Linked DNA regions of Mus musculus: region 1 is linked to region 2. The links are chromatin contacts, called in public promoter capture Hi-C maps. All regions are on one chromosome and are shown on one strand. Each heading gives the region's core, a stretch centred on a gene start, on an enhancer-like site or on the middle of the called end of the contact. The rest is flanking DNA. Distances are from core to core; before and after follow the strand shown.

Region 1 (4,389 bases), core at 751-3,250, 160 kb after region 2:
CAACACACCGTAGCAAAGAGCCACTGTCCCGAGACTGCAGGGTACCCTGGGAGAGCTGGGATACAGGATGCTTTTATGGCGGGCTAAGCTGAGAGAAGGAGAGACACAGATCATAGGGCCTCAAAGGGCTTCTGTGCGTGTCTAATTTCCCTGAAACAGGTGGAGCAAGGAGACCCCAGAAACCCAGGAGTACCCTCAAAGGCAAAAAGCCCGAAGCTGGGGTTCCCGGTTCTTGTCTGAGGCTCTTTTCCATTCTCCAGACCACATTTCCCAGGGAGGAGTCAAAGTTGGATTTTCTGTCCCTAAGATAAAATCTGGAGGAATTTTACTCAAGTGTCAGGTTTCCCTGCTTTGAGTTTCAGCTGAGAGGAAAGCCACCGGTGGGATTTCCTGAGATGACATGAAAGAGGCACAGCCAATCCACTGAATGCCAGCCCCCTGATACTTACTCCATGATTTTAATTAATATATGAGAAACTGCCCTTACTTATGGGATGCTCTGTGACTGATGTTTCAACACACTTGAGCTGATATTAAGTCGTTTAGCTCTTGAGCACACTGGCTGGCAGGAAGCCTCCTTCAAGCCCTTGTTGAAGCACAGTTCCCTAGTGGTCCAAGTCCCTGGGTGGGGCCAGGATGGTCAGCCAGGCAGCCCATATCAGTGGACACAGCATCTTGTTCATGGCAGGGCCTCAATAAATAGGAGTTGCCTGATTTTTCCCCAGAATTTTGCCAAGAACAGAACCTAGAGGCAGACCCTGGACTTGATCCTAACCCACGTTTTTTATGGAATAATTCTAGAGGAGGGGTCAAAGGAGGGTTTCAAGGAAATCCGTCCCATCTGTGCTTATGCCTGTAAATTCAACAGCTATAACAACAAGCCAGAGACAGCACGGTACACGGACAGTCACGGCGGGGAGTGTTCCACGTGTGTGTTAACTTGGGTGAGACCATTGTTCTCCCCGTCTTACATACACGGGGAATAGCAACAGAATCCCAAAGATCACGGGTTATCTGGAGTTTGAACCTGCGTAGCCGTGGTCACCCTATAGGCAAGTTTGTCGCCTTATAGTTCAGATGACACTATAAAAATTCGTTTTCCAAATTCAAAGATTTTTAAACAGCATCAGGGCAGGAGTTCCTGATGGGAACTGTCGGGGCCATGGGAACAAGGGGGGCTAAGTCTCTGCAGTGTGAGCCTGCTCCCTGGTGGGGAGTTTCTTGCCAGCCGAGGAGTGACATTTTCCCAAGTCTGTCCTGAACTCTAGGGCACATGACTCAGTTCCTACATGGGACTGTGATTGTTTTTAAAAACATGTTTTTCATTTAGCTTAGCATGACAAATGCTCCACACCACGAGGTCATAACTTGGGCGGGAAGTGTGGTGGGCGTTATCTAGGTTGGTGTGTGTGTGTTTGGGGAACATAAGAGTAGAGAATTGCCCCAAGTTTGAGGCCAGCCACAGTTGTATAGCAACACCTGTCTCAAAGACAAAAATAATAGAACCTATCTCTGTATTTCTGAAATGTAGCTAAAATATTAAAATTTGGTCCAACCTCACTGAGACTAATCAATACCCCACCCCTGCTCACAGCCAGTTTATAGCCTTGCCTGGCATAATTCCCGGGACAGCCCCGTTTGTGTAGGCCATATCAGACTGTCATCTGTCTGCCTTCCCACCAGACGGGACCAGGTTGTTGTCCGTTTTCCCATCCCTAGATTGACACCCAGTGTGCTACAAGACCTTGTATTTTTCCTTGTGTAGATCCACACAGATGACTCTCCTGTGGTCTTATGTTTGAGACTGAGAGGTGCTTACCCAGTTAGAGTCACATGTGACATCACACAGCTGGTGTGCAGTAGAGAAGGTTTTCCTTCTCATATCAAGTGGGAGAATGTGGGCCAGGGCATGGGAACGTCTTCCGGGCACTTTCGGGCATGCACGTGCGTCCCAGCATGCACGAGGCCCTGGATTTTGCGGCCTGCTGTTCTTCCTCATTTGTCGAATTTGTGGTTTTTGAAAAAACAGGAAGCCTTTCCTACGGTACTTGAGCGAAGTGGACCTCAGTCTTGTTTTAGGTGAAGAATCTCTTTAAGCTTGCTCGCTCCTGAGTTCTAGGAGACGGTTTCGGTGGTAACTTCTGATCCGGACTGTCCTGGTGGCAGGAGAGACTCAACTCCACTAAGTTGTCCTCTGACTTTATACATGTACTGTGTGTGAGCACAGAATAAACAACAGTGAGAACAATTCCTGATAAATCCTTAGATCGCACATGGAAAACCCTGTAGTGCGTACTGTGGCAGTCAGGATGGGCTAGGTTTTGCTGCAGGAACAAACATGTCCAGAATCCTAGCAGCCGAAACCAACGGGCTTCTTCCTCACTTTTGCTGTGTCCGATGAAGGTGGAATGGGGGCTTTGTTACCACGGGGGCATGTCTCATAGTCTAGAGCCAGAAATGACTGTCTGGAATACCAGTGGGGGCTGATGGAAGGTTTCACACAAGAAGCATGCTTGTCACTAAACGACACGCTGCTTTTAAGTTCTGTCAATAGGTAGCTTTAGTTAGCCTCCCCCAAGCATATAGAGGCCAGGAAGTTCAGACCTACCCATGCACCCAAAGCGAGAGAATCAGGAATTTTTGGTGTACATGAAAGCAGCACGTGGCGTTTCTCTTGTCTGACACGGCAGGGTTTCCCTATACAGCTCAGGTTGATTCTGAGCTCTGGAGGTCTTGCCTCTGTCCTGCAGGCCTGTGTCATTACAGCTGGCTGAGATTTTCTTTACGTAACAGTTATGTTTAAAGCAATAGCTGAGAATAGTGCCTTGGATCACATATATTAGAGCACAGAAAATACAGAGAATGAGGAAATACTGGGGAAATGATTCAAGAAAAAAAATAACATTAATGTTGATTTTCTAGAGAAGGAAGGGATATACTTTTCATGTTGACCTGTAAGGTGGGGGTGAAGAACAAGAGCAGAGAGCTTCGGGGTGTCTGCTCACTTAGCAATTATGAAGTACCAAGTTGAATCCCCAGGGGCACAGTGATGGCCTAGAGAGATTGCTCAGTTACTGAGAACACTGCTCTTGCAGTACTGGGGTTGAGGTCACAGCTGTAACTCCTGCTCCTGGGGACCCAGTGCCCCCTTGTATGTCAGTGAAATCTCAGTAGGTAAAGGTGCAAGGTTCCAGGGCTGGAGGCCTAGGACTGACGCCCCAAAGCCACACACATTCGCATGCACGCGAGTGTACCCAGACACACACGCAGAAGCTACACCTCTGTCTGCATATCCATAGCTATATAATAATTTAAAAACACAAATGTAATCCCAGTATTTGGGATGTAGAGACGGAAGTATGGCCAACTTGGGCTGTGACCCTGTCTCAAAACAAACGCAACAATAAGCAGACAGAGAGCAAAAATCTCTCTTCTCAGTCAATAGCAGCTAAGAAGTCCTTTCTACTATAAAGAAGTATGCACACATTTGGGAAAACAAACTAGGATCAGAAAGCTGTTTTTCCGCCAGAGCGGCTTCCAGATGCCCACCCTCAGGCCCGCACACTCCTTTATTTTTGTTCATAGAGCCTGTATTTTATTACTTCATTTCATTTCCAGGTTTGTGGTGCTAGGGACCTAGAAGCCACCTCACCCATGCCAAGCAGGCATGAGTTCTACTGCCAAACTTCACCCCAATTCTAAGTGTGTGTGTGTGTGTGTGTGTGTGTGTGTGTGTGGTTGTGTGCACATGAGTGTGGGTTCTCCAGGAGCTAGAATTACAGGCAGTTGTGGAGTTACGGGCAATGTGGGTCCTTGGAACCGAACTTGGGTCTTTTAAAAGAGTAGCAAGTCCTTTCTCCTGAGTTACTCTAGCATAACCACTGCCACAGCCGCCACCTCCCTTTTTAAAAAAATAAGCATCTCTCAATGTATCTCAGGCTAGTCTCATGAATGCTTGAATTATATGTGTGCACCAACACAAACACACACACATACACAGAGAGAGGCTACTATTTTAAATTTATCATTTGGAAAAAAAAAAAAAAAGCCAGCTGGGAGGTGGTGATGCACGCCTTTAATCGTAGCACTCGGGAGACAAAGGCAGGTGGGTGTCTGAGTTGGAGGCCAGCCTGGTGTACAGAGTGAATTCTAGGACAGCCAGGGCTACACAGGAGAAACCTAAGAAAAGAAAAAAAAGAGGCCAGTAAAAATAAAATTAGTCATGGGTAATTTTTTTAAAGATTTATTTATTTATTTATTTTATGTATATGAGTACACTGTCTCTGTCTTCAGACACCCCAGAAGAGAGCATCAGATCCCATTACAGATGGTTGTGAGCCACCATGTGGTTGCTGGGAATTGAACTCAGGACCTCTAGAAGAGCAGTCA
Region 2 (3,970 bases), core at 1,413-3,912:
GCTGGCAAGAGCCAGCCAACCCCCTCTGGGGATCTTGAAGGAAGAAAAGAAATGAGTACCTTGGGTGGACACTCTCCTGGACACTCTATTCTCCCTCCTCCCTCCTACCTCCCCCCTCCCTCTCCTTTATTCCTGGTCAGTGCTGGTTGGTCCTGGTCCTCTGGGGAGCTGCTAGTCAGGTGGGAACCAGGCTTCCTAGGAGGAGACACTGAGTCAGTGCCCTCCCCCTCGGTGTCTGAGGCATCAAGTTTCAGGACTGGGATATGGTCTGTCTTTGGCCCCACAGGGCAGGTGCCATAACCTCTCTGTGCCTCAGTTTACCCATCCGGAAAGAGACTGAAAGGGATAAGGTGCAAGCAGTCAGCGTGGTGTCTGCTCTTGGCTTCCTTGCATCCCTCTATTTTGCCCATCTTGCTTTGCCCCTCTTTGCTCTGTTTCCTTCCTTTTTCCTTTGCTGCCTCACTTTACCTCATGGAAACTTCTGCCCTCCTAGTGGAAACAACTCCCAAGTGAAATTTAATGGGTATTTTCTCAAGTTTTTGATTTCGCCAGCTTCTGAAAGGGAAGGTTTCTCTGAGAGGAACCCTTCACTTTCGTTTGCACCCTCTACATACGGCTCAGGTGGACAAGGGCAGCGAGGACCGAGAAGCACGAGAAAGCTTGCTTAGGGCATAAGGATGAGGTTACTCCAGCCAAGTGGTGGGGCTAGTTGGCTTGGACACCAAAGCTTGTGGGTAACAGGCACCAGAATAAAGCAGTGAAGTGGGAAGGTAGGAGACACCCAGAGAAGAGGTATCCCAGAAGTCTAGACGTGCATAGCTGCTGACTGGGGCCTGCTGGGACAGCCCTGACAGATAATTCTATGGCTGCAGTGGGAACCTGAGAGACTGCTTGCCTCTGTGAGCAGCCAGGCAGGCTCTCATTCTCCAAGGCTTGGGTTTTTTGGTCTTTCTTGTCTGGCTGTGACCTGCTTCCCTGCCCCTAGTGGTAGAGATAGGATCCAGGGTTTGTCATCCACCATTGGGGTTCGTCTAGATCGCAGACAGGGCTTGTACTCCAAAGTCACACGGATTGTTTTGGCCCTGCGTGGTTGGGAAAAGGGGAACACGAGAGCTTGATGAGGCAAAGGAAGAGGGTGGCAGGAGCTCTCCCACGGCCGGCCTTTGGCTTCCCTGTTCTCTGTTGCCTCGAAACACACAGAGGCCAAACAGCCCAAAGCGGTGGGTTTCCGCCCACCTTCCGGCTCCCTTCCGAGGCCAGCGCTGTCCACCTTCCAGATGCCCTCCCTTCCTTCACTGCCTCACCCCCCCTCTCTGCCCTTCCCTAGCGGGGGGGAGGGGGTTGGGGCGAGAGTGCAGTCTTTTCTGGAAGCCTCGAGTTCGTCCCTCTGTCCCTAGAACTAATCCTTGGGCCATCCCTCCTCCACAGCTAAAAAAAACCCCCCTTGCTTTGCAGTTGGCAAAAAAGACTGTATATTAAAAAATAATAATAATAATTAAAACCCTGTCTTTTGCTTTCTTTCCCAGATTCTGTTGACAGAAGAGTTTGTAGAGAAGATGTTGGAGGACTTAGAAGATCTAACCTCTCCAGAGGAAGTGAGCCTATTTCATTTCTCACTGATAGAGGACTCCCGGGTGTGTGTGTGTGTGTGTGTGTGTGTGTGTGTGCGTGCGTGCACGTGCGCATGTGCGAGCGCTCACCCATCTGTGGACTGTTTTCAGAAGTACAGGCATAAATCTGGAGAGGAACCCCTGAGAAGGTTCAATGACTTTATTTTTCTTGGGCTTCATGGGTCAGCCCTGCCCAGCCCCCACCCTTGTGAGGACACCCAGCACCCTGAATCGCCAGCTCTTGGGAACCTCATTGAAGAAGTAGCCAGGGCCTGTGGGCTAGAGTTCTCCCCAGCCCCTGCTGTTCCCTGGCAGATTCTGAACAGAAAGCCCGTGCCTGCTGCCAGAGAACATTCCGCTGGGAGCTCTCGTGGGCAGGAGGGGACTCCTGCTCTTGCCTTGGGCCACCCAAGTGCCACGCTCCCTTCCCTCGCCAGCTCTAGCTTGCCTCCCTCAGCCTCTTCCTGGCTAGCTGAGAGCGTGGGGAGCTGGCAGGCCAGGTGGGGTGATTTCTCTCCTTGGCTCCTTCTCTGGAGTGCAGGAATGGAGTCTATAATCCCTTTTGTTTTTCTTCCTTGTTCCTGGCCTCCTCGTTTGCAGGGACTTACCTCATCTTGGAAAGTCCCTTCTCCTATAACCATCAGCGCCCAGGCAGCAGGCAGGCGGATCTTCCTGGCCCCCAGGATCCATGGGGTAGTGGGGTAAATAGCAAGCCTCCGAGGCCTGAGGGATCTTCTGGCCCACCCTCCCCTGCCTGTGGCAGAGATCACCCCCTTCCCTTCCATTGCCCTAATGTGCTCGGGGCAAAGTACCTCACCTCCCAGTTAGTTAGAAACTTCTCAGAGCCAGTCACCCCAATAGAGCCAAGCCTTCCCTCCCCCTGCCCCAGGGATCCAGCTTGATTCATTCATTCATTTGCATAGTCCAAGGTTATCAAGTACCCACTCTGTGCCAGCCAGTCACCCCTACAAGTCACTGCCTCAGAGGCCTAGCTCCCGGATTCAGTCAGGCCAAAGCCAGCTGCCCAGAAGTGCTTCCGGAGAGGTCTTGTCACACTGCAGTGGCGTTCTGCCAGGCTGCTGCTTTGAGCTTGGGTGTTGAGTGGGCGGGAAGAGGACAGTCCAGGCAGGAGAGACAGGAGCCAAGGGGAGCTTAGGAAAGTAGGTCACGAAAAATGACTTCTTCTGCCTCATTCCTGTCCAGAGGCCATCCCCACACCCTGCCCCAGTCTCCACTTTGTCCTGGGTCTACAGTCCCCCAAGAGAGAAAAGGCAGCCGGGAAGTGTCCGTTTGTCCACCTCCAGCCCAGCTTCAGGCAGGCCAGAACATGATTCTCTCCTCCTGTGCCTGGCTCTGACTTCCAGCCTAGCCCAGAGACAATGGGGCTTAAGAGCTCTGCAGGAACCCAAGTCAGGGAGGATCTATTGAGCACCCACTGTGTGCTGGGCTCCATACAAGGTTCTAGAATCCAGAAGGAACCAGAAGTCAGCTTCTCCTCCTCGCCAAAGACCCCAGGTGTGGGAAAGAAGCAAAATTACAAGACAGTCATTGATCCTAGTTTGGAAGGCCCTGGCTGTTATCTGGGGTCACTCTGAACAAAGAGCCCTGGGAAGCAGGGTGACAGGGAGCAGTGGGTGGTGACACGCAGACCACCTTCACCCTGAACTTCTCCCAGTGGGGTCACACTCCAAGTCTGATTTGGGGGCTGAACAGCTCTCCTTTCTTGTGGACCCTTTGACAAAACTACAGAGGACAGATTCTAGACTCAGAACTAGTCCATGGCGATGACAGACCTTTCCTGTAATATCTACACCCTGCTGGTCCCCTGTCCTCCAGCCCCAGGGCCCCAGGGAAGAGATTCCTTACATGTTTTGGGCTCAAGGCAGAACCAAGGAAAAGAGCAGGAGAGAGTCTATGCAAAGAGCCTAAGCATGCCTCCTGCAGTCTGCTGAGGTACTGGCCGTGCAAGAGGAAAGGAGTGCCTAGACCAGACACATGCACTCGCGCACGCACACACACGCACACACAACCTGAGGCTAGCCTTTGAGAGGTCTCCAGTCACCTGTCTTGTCCCCAGCAGCCTAGGGACAGGGTGTCCCGCGTGCTGCCTCTCTGGACACTCTTAGGAGGCAGCTGACCCACCACTCTGCCTGTTCTTGTTCTCTTCACAGTTTAAACTTCCCAAAGAGTACAGCTGGCCTGAGAAGAAACTCAAAGTGTCCATTCTCCCCGACGTGGTGTTCGACAGTCCACTGCACTAGCCTGGGCTGTGCCCTGCAGGGGCCAAGAGGAGCCCAGCTGCTCCTGGTGACTTCCAGTGTGACAGCTTGTAAAGGAGACACCCATGAATAAAAGGGCAA

What was found. Capture Hi-C pulls out chosen DNA fragments and counts their contacts.
Region 1: a contact with region 2 is called in a promoter capture Hi-C map of adipose tissue. The contact joins two enhancer-like sites. A contact is called at or near these places in 2 of 39 promoter capture datasets (hippocampal neurons and liver), 1 of 115 datasets of contacts at active chromatin or transcription factors (pancreatic cancer cells) and 1 of 9 other capture datasets (adipose tissue).

The regions. Positions count from the first base shown.
Region 1 is chr19:46,646,816-46,651,204 of GRCm38.p6, forward strand. All of the region lies in intron 3 of Wbp1l (WW domain binding protein 1 like), which reads left to right. Among named protein-coding and RNA genes, the nearest start is that of Gm36602, 17 kb to the right of the region's middle. Within about 2 kb of position 2,001, at least 35 of the 459 cell types and tissues checked have an H3K27ac peak or open chromatin away from gene starts, as enhancers often do. A contact at or near this core is called in adipose tissue, where this site is marked.
Region 2 is chr19:46,482,074-46,486,043 of GRCm38.p6, forward strand. It overlaps Sufu (SUFU negative regulator of hedgehog signaling), which reads left to right. Exons shown (of 12, transcript NM_001025391.2): 11 at 1,527-1,595; 12 at 3,782-3,970. The coding sequence ends at 3,871. Among named protein-coding and RNA genes, the nearest start is that of Trim8, 18 kb to the right of the region's middle. Within about 2 kb of position 2,663, at least 152 of the 459 cell types and tissues checked have an H3K27ac peak or open chromatin away from gene starts, as enhancers often do. A contact at or near this core is called in adipose tissue, where this site is marked.